2 separate regions of the Anas platyrhynchos genome follow, and region 2 is linked to region 1. A link is a contact called in public Hi-C data. All regions are on one chromosome and are shown on one strand. The core of a region is the stretch at or near the end of the contact, and the rest is flanking DNA. Distances in the headings are between cores, read along the strand shown.

Region 1 (4,043 bases), core at 1,209-3,708:
TTTTTATACCTCACTGAAGCTAAGGAAACAGTACTACATCTCAATCAAACAGCTATTAGGATAAGTAAACATGTTGAAAATGCTAAGTTGAAGAAATTCTACAAAGGGTAAAGAAAACTTAGAGTGGGAGAGTGAAGCAGGCCCATTTCAATATTGCAGTTAACTGACATCTGTTTAGACCTGGTTAATGGCTTAAGAAAGACAGGCTTACATTTGTGTGCCATTTTTGTGTATGGATTTTGCTTTCCACCTGCTCCCCTCCAACTCCCTGGTTTTAAACCAGTATACATTTTCCATGTGGTAAGTGTAAATTGAGTCTGAATCTTGGCTTATGTGCTGTTTTGAAGTGGGCACTGTTTTTTTTATTACCAATGTTTACAGCAGTTGGGAGCGGACCTTTTTAATAGCGTTATGAGTGGTAGGAAGAATCCAGTCATCTGCTATGTGATTCTTGTTGCACTCTTGTCCATCTTCCTGGAGTCCTCATACAGAAATTCAGCTTGCACAAAGTCATTGGATCACATTTAGATAGGAGCAATTGTGGAGCACTCTGCCCTTGGTCATGCACATTTCAAACAGTGTGTGCTGAGGTTATGTGGAAATGTACATGGGAAAGATGCATCTAACACAACTTGTCTGTACTTACAGTTAAGGTAAATATGAAATGGCAAAGGGTACTTTTTAAAGATTTGTAACTCAGGTGTGTTAACGTTTCTCTAGAAGAGTGAAAAGATTCCTCCTCTTTCATTTTTCTTTGAAACTCAAATGTAAAATGCAGAATGAGGACCACTTTTCTTCAACAAAAATACATGACTTTGATATACCAAAAATTCATATATATATCATAATCAACAATCCATCATATTATTGCTTTGGTTGTTAACAATCTGAGTTACCATCCTGTTACCATGTCCTGCTGGACAAACCTGTGTTTTAACTATTAGTTTAGAATAGTGTGCATAACACAGTTGTAACATAATGCGTTTTTGGTTGCAGAGTTACTAACAGGTACAGTTTTAGCACTTTGCATTGCAAAAAAATGTGGAAAAACATTGGAAGAGAACATTAGCACCAACTAGATTTTTTTTTTTTTCATTTTCTTTCATTAAAGACACTTTCTCATGGCGTCATCAGAGGATGTCTTTTGAGAAAATAATGGTAAATGCTGGCTAGTAGTCAAGCCATGTATAAAACCATTAGGGCCCAAGTTTTTCAAAACCATTAATAACCTATTTGTAGATATGGCTTAGTTGGATGAATTGGAATATGTGCTCTTTGGAAGAAAATGGAACTGCTTTACTAAAATAGGACAGCTTGGAGGCAGCATGTAGACAAATGCGTATTTTTTTCTCAAAATCTACTGCTGGTGTAGAAGTTGAGACAGTCATCAGTCAAATGATGTCTGCAGCAGTGGAAATGGCAGTTCCTCAAATGCCAGCTTATACGCTTTTCCATCGTATTCTTTTATAATGTATTTCTATTGGGCACAGTTTTTTCTCGTTCTTCTTCACATATTTGTCTCTAGTTCCAACTTTTTTTTTTTTTTTTTTTTTTAAAGAGAAGTAGTTAGTGGTGAAAAATTACATTTCACTCTCCATGCTTAAAGCATTGTAACTGCTTGGTAGTAGTTTCTGATATTTATTAGTTTGAGAGAATAATAATTTTTATCAAATATCATTAAGGACTAATCAGAAAATGTGTGGCTTTGTGGAAAAAAATGTTTCTAATTTAAATGAGTAAATATTTTGTGTATATATATTTGCTATTTTAGAAACTATATCCTGTAACAGGAAATAGAAATGTCACAAAAGGATTTGCAATTTTAACCACAGTACAAACATGATCGCCTTACAGCATGCAGAATGGTAAATTGAGTTTAACAAAGATTAATCGAACCATTCTGCTAACTTTGCTGAAGTTCCTTTGTTTCTTTCTTTCTTCTTCCCTTCTGTCAATTCCCCTGCTCCCTTTCCCTGTGCTTTATCTTTCTTTTAGCTGTGGACTGTTGTTTTTTTGTGTTTTTTTTAGCATTAATTGGGAATTCTCTTTTTTTTTTTTTTTTTGCCATTTTATACATACTATTAAATACCACTACAGTAAATTCCAGAATTAAAACAAAGATTTTATTTATGAACTGCTTTGCTGAAAGAAAGGAGAAAGTAACCAGGAGGTACATCCAAAAAACAGAATATAGGCACTTGCTCATAAGTTTCTGTCCTGATGCCAGCTTTGTTTCTGGCCTGGCTTTGGGTGGCGAAGCCTGCGAGGGCACACGTTGCAGGTGTGCAGGTGTCAGGCCCTGTGGGATGAAGTGGCCTCTGCAGCTGGGCTGAGCCTTTGCTGTGTAGCAGTTTGGAAGCACTTGGCAAGGAATGGGAAGTCCAGGAGTGGGATCTGTTTTTCTGAGCAGTTTCAAACACGGATTTTCCCCTTCTCTTGAGAGTACCCTAGCTCCAGGCAGTGGGCTTCAGGGAGGAGTGCTCTGTGTTCCCTCCCTGCCTGCACCCGCTGTGTTCACTGGATCAGGAGAAGGTCAGTAGTGCAGAATATTACCATAATAATCGTACATTGCTGCCACGGAGAGAACTGCCTGAGTGGAAGCTTGGTTCCACAGACTGGGATGTGCGCATTTGGAGAATGTTGTCTGTATCCAACAGGTATCTTCTGTTTGGTACAAGACACAGCATCTTTAAAATTAAGCCCTTATACAATGTAAGAGTAATTCCAACTGACTTCCCTTTGTGTGTTTGAGCCGTTAGGCTTGCTGCTTCTTGATAGTTTGGTAAGCGTGTTTGCTATTTTTTGACTGCAAGTCTTTCAGTAACTTCCAGGACCCTGGCACTAGATGGAGCTTTAATCTACTTGCACTTCCAGGTCTTAAGTTTAGCTGCAAGCTAAAAAGATGGAAGAATAAATGAAGATATGTATGCCTGCTGTTAAATTTACAGTGCCCTTTTTTCCATTTGTTAGCAGAGTGGTGTAAATGATAAAATAGCAGAACTTCCTCTATCCAGTAGGTGGTTTATAATCATGCTTACTAGCACACTTTAATGTACTCTCAAGCTCATGGGAGAAGCTGCTATAAAATAGATGTACTGAAAATGTGCTGTATATTTAAGCTAATAATTAGGCTGTTCTGAGTAAAGGTAATGCCATTTTCTGAATGAAATCTCTGTTTATATATCAGGATGGGGTGGGGGTGACCAAGCCGTCTGTTTGCTGTGCTCATTCAATAATGCATTTGCATTTTTACTTCGTGCTACTAAAGCCAACAATTTAGAATCATCTGTTATCAGTCACTTCATTTTTTTCTCCATGTGTTACCCTTGAAAATATTGAACAAATAAAAACAAATAAAAAACAGCTTTGAAACTGTAGTGTTTAATACTTTTTATTTAGCAAGCATCATGTCTCACAGGCTGCACAGTCCATACCAGAAATTTAACACTGTCTCTGCCTTCTGCAGAAATAAAGGGAAGTACACGTAGATTTTTTGTTGGTTTCCAATGTTCATATCACCAAAAGACTAGTTCAGTCTAAACCATTTTCCAGACAGCAAAGTATCAAATATGTAATCAGTTCCTATTCAGTGCCACTCCGCTCTTTTTTTAAAACGATTTAGTAAAGTAAACCGGGAGATAAATACTTGGAAAAAATCCCAAAGCATACTTGGAATGCTGGATATGATAAACAAGGTTGCGTGTTTCAGCATCTCACTGCCATCTCCTCCTCAAGGTCTAATCTCTCAGTATACTTCACCTTTTATCAGCAGAGCTGAGGGACTCCATGCATACCACAGGATGAAGAATCTTTGTGGAAAACTACATAAATGCAGTATTGTCAGAGAGATGCTTTTGCTCGTATTCGGAGATTTCTACTACAGTACAAAACTGCTAAAGATCCATATTATATAAGGAAGAGGGCATGCTATATTGTGGACAAGTGTTTGCATGTGGCAATCTGTTCACAGTATTGGCTGTTCAGAAGAGGGAAGTATCTCAAACAGTGTTCAGAAAACACCTGTTTAAGAAAGTAATTTTAAA
Region 2 (3,673 bases), core at 62-2,561, 34 kb after region 1:
AAACCTGGTAAATCAGCTGTTTTTGCAGAAGCTCTGGCTGATATCCTGAGATATCTGTAGCCTGTAGTTCTGGTCCCATAGTGTACAACATAAGGAAAGCCTTCTGTGTCCAGTTGGAGTGTTAGTAGAGTCACTTGCAGTAGCATGTGAAGACTGGGGTCAAGAGAAAAATTAAATGTGTATTTTTGTAATTTTTCCCAGCTTGCGAAGATGCAAGTAAGTGCCAGTGTTCCTCCTCATTCCACTTCCTCTATCCTGCTATTACATGCAGATTTTAGGCATTAGATCTGCAAACAGTTTGAGAAATATGCCCCAGATCCCTTGACATTATACAGATGGTTTTACAGGAACTAACGTAGTCTCCAGTTTTGATGCAATTTTTATATAAGCTCTAAATATGGCACGAGAATTTCTCATTCCTTATTTTGCAAGAGAAATAAAACATGCCTTCATCTTGTTTCCCAAGCTGTACTGAATTCTGTGTAAGCCTGGTAACTACATACAAAAGGAAGGAAAATTTTTACACAGTGCCTAACTGAAAGGAAAGGCAATACTATGGTTGATCAAACATTTTTGTCATCCAGAAATTTCAGGGAATCTTGTGCTGCTGAAAGTCATGCGGGCAGCCATAGAGCCAGAGATCCCTCCTTTGTAACCATCACAGATATGTCTCATGCAGGTGCTGACAGAATTACATTGCTAGAATTTGCAGTGCTGCAGGCATTAATGGACTCCTGAAGCTGGTGAAAGGAGAGCTCCATCTACTGTTGTACTAAGAGAAGGCAAAAATAACTAGAATGGCTTTTTTTTTTTTTTTTTTTTTTGGCCTACTGGACAGCTACTGACTACCATGTCCCTTTCCCCCCCTCTTCCCTTTTCCTCCTCTTCCTATGGTCTTTAGAACCTTCCACTTCAAATCCAGTCCCCTGCCATAAAAAACCAGGAGAAGAAACAGAAACTGACCCTGATTTCTTGCCCCTGTCCCTAGCAGAAGTCCATAGTCCAAAGCCTTTTGACTCTGGAAAATTTTAGGAGGGCTGCAGGCAACATTTGCTCTAGAGCTGCAGAAGCAGGGGAAAAAAATCTAGATAGTGCACAGTTCTATGGCTTTTTGCTTCATTTGCTATGGTGTTATTTCTGAGCTTACTGGATTTTAGATAGTAGAGAGGTACTTCATGCGTAAATATACACACGTATTTAAATCAAAATTTAGCCCTACGCGGAACGGGATCCCTCTTTACCAAGCCTGGAGATGCAACGAGGTATGTGAATGTGTGGGTGTGAATTCTGCAAGGAAATTCTCTGCAATACTTTGAACTAACATTCCAATCTCTGTCGTATGGTTTATGCTTTTAATAGTGGTAATGCATATCTAAAACTTAGTGTTTTCCACTGACCTTTATCTTTGCAATAGGCTGAACCAAGACCCCACTGTTCAAGTGCCAATTGTGCTGGCCTGAGATATGTATTATATATAGATAGTACTGGCCAGTCTGGGTAGTTTCTGAAGGACGTTATATAATTCAGTTCTAGAAAAATAATAATAATAAATCAGGCTTCATAACACTGTGGCCATATATTTTACAAATAGAAAGTGTTAGTTTTTGTCTGCAAGTGATTATCAGGTGGTAAAAACATTGTTATTCTGTGCTTGCAGGGAACAGCGGAAGTGTCTAGATTCTTAGAATTCCATGAAAGGCTTAACAGATAATTGTTCTGCACTGATATCAGGAAGAGCTTGTGCTTATGTTACTTGACTGAGAGAGCTCATCTCGTGTATTGTGAACAGATGTTTCAGATTTGAGTTCAGCGTGGAAGAAGAGAGAACAGTCTAGACCCCAGCATTTTCCATCTTTCATAGTATTACAACCACACACCTCCTGGATACATTCTGACACCACATCTCCTGCATCACTCTCTTCTGCCTTAAAAAAAAACAAACAAACAAACAAAAAAAAAAGTATTCAGTAGTGATTTTGTTTTTTCAGACTGAGTGCTTCTTTACCATGAAACTGAAGTGCAGACTCCAAAGGAGTGTCACTTTATAGTTTATATATATAAAAATATATACTAAAAAAAAAATATTTGGGTATAGGGTGTCAAATGTACCAAGACTAACAAAGGCACTTGGTATTTTATTATTTGCTAGCCTTTGCTATATATATGGAGCTTTTTGCTGCATCTACATGTCTGACTGCTTTGGAGCAAGACTTTGCGGGACATGGGATGCATCAGGGACAGCACAGGTCTCTGCACAGTTGGGTTTCAGTTCAGAGTCATGCGGACTGCCTGTGCCAAGCTCTTCTGTTTCTGAGTTGTATCAATGGCTGTTGATCCTTTTCTCTCTGTGTGTTACAGGTAGGTGCAAGCAGAGGTCCTGCCTCCCTGCTTGGCCTACCCATAACAACAGGCTGGCCTGCTGGGTGCTGCAGCAGGTGCCTGCCTGTGTCAAGGATGGACCCTGCTGGTCCTCAGAGTCTGGCAAGGAACATGCAACTTCGCAAACTTTCCTGACTCTGAATGAATTGATAGCATTGGGTTTTCCTTTGTGTAAGGACACAGCTGCCTGAGCACATTACGTACAGTTGTTATGCTAATTAGCCATGTACTTCTCTGTCAATATTTATTTGGTAGTTTCAGAGTTTCACATCCATTTGCTTAAATGTATTTTACTTGTCATTGTTTGAACATACATAGCTGCAGATATCTCTAAAACCATAAGAAACAATTGAAACCTGCAGTAATACCCTCTCTGAAGTAATCATGTGCTTTCCACACCCTGGTGCATGTTACACAGCCAAACGGTCCTTAATGTTGCAACCCATGTGCATGCAACAACAGGAAAAACAGAAGAAATGTAAAATACTTCTCAACACAGCTGTCAACAATTAAACTGTGTGAGGTTTTGTTGGTGGAGGTTATGAAGAAGCCCTTGGAAATATGAAACATCTTTTGAAAGCAAGCACTGAAAATATGCGCCACAAACCAAGGAATAGATTGCAGATGGCAAATATATGTATCCGCAGACTGTCAAACAGTTTGGTTTGACAAATGGCTGTGATCTACCTTGAAGCTGTGCAGAGTATGAACAGTCAGGTTGCAGAGCCATGGTGTACAAAAATAATTAAGCAAGAGTAAGCAAGCCTGATACTGTTGTTAAGGGAGAATCTATCTTTATATTCAATGGCCAGATCCCCCAGATAGCTAGGAGTTGGAGGACCTTTCACTCCTGTTAACAATACAGTTCAATTTTTGTGCCATGTTTGCCATCTGCAAACCCTCAGGATCTGCTGTAAGAAAGGAGAAAATGCAGCAGCGTTCACCTGTGAACTGGACCATGGCAGTGAAATGATCTGCTGGAGACAGGAGAGCAGATGAGTGGTGATACTGGAAGGACACATCAAGGCCCGCCAGCCCTTGGCTTGGTCCCATCAGGGCCAGAGGAGATAATGCCTGTTGTAAGGAGAGGATGAAGAGAGAAAATTCTAGAAGTGTGTGCTCACAGCAGCCGTGGCACCCTTGCTTGGTGCTGTCAGGCCATGTTGGGTGGCAGCACCTGGCTCCCCAGGATTACAGTCATGCCAGCCAGCCTAATTGGCTTAGATAAAAATAAATTCCCATTGTTTCTGGTTTTGCCAGTGACCCCTACAGCTGAGCTGCTGGCTAAACCTGG

The links. A called contact is a pair of places that touch in the nucleus more often than the background predicts.
Region 2: a Hi-C map of liver shows a contact between it and region 1, with 2.6 times the contacts expected there. The contact joins two enhancer-like sites. A contact is called at or near these places in 2 of 8 Hi-C or Micro-C datasets (liver and skeletal muscle).

The regions. Positions count from the first base shown.
Region 1 is chr9:337,658-341,700 of IASCAAS_PekinDuck_T2T, forward strand. LOC101798394 (a long non-coding RNA gene) reads left to right here. Exons shown (of 10, transcript XR_011811523.1): 2 at 1-4,043. Among named protein-coding and RNA genes, the nearest start is that of PFN2, 7.7 kb to the left of the region's middle. Within about 2 kb of position 2,459, at least 1 of the 8 cell types and tissues checked has an H3K27ac peak or open chromatin away from gene starts, as enhancers often do.
Region 2 is chr9:373,055-376,727 of IASCAAS_PekinDuck_T2T, forward strand. The region is part of intron 6 of LOC101798394 (a long non-coding RNA gene); the gene reads left to right. Among named protein-coding and RNA genes, the nearest start is that of PFN2, 43 kb to the left of the region's middle. Within about 2 kb of position 1,312, at least 1 of the 8 cell types and tissues checked has an H3K27ac peak or open chromatin away from gene starts, as enhancers often do.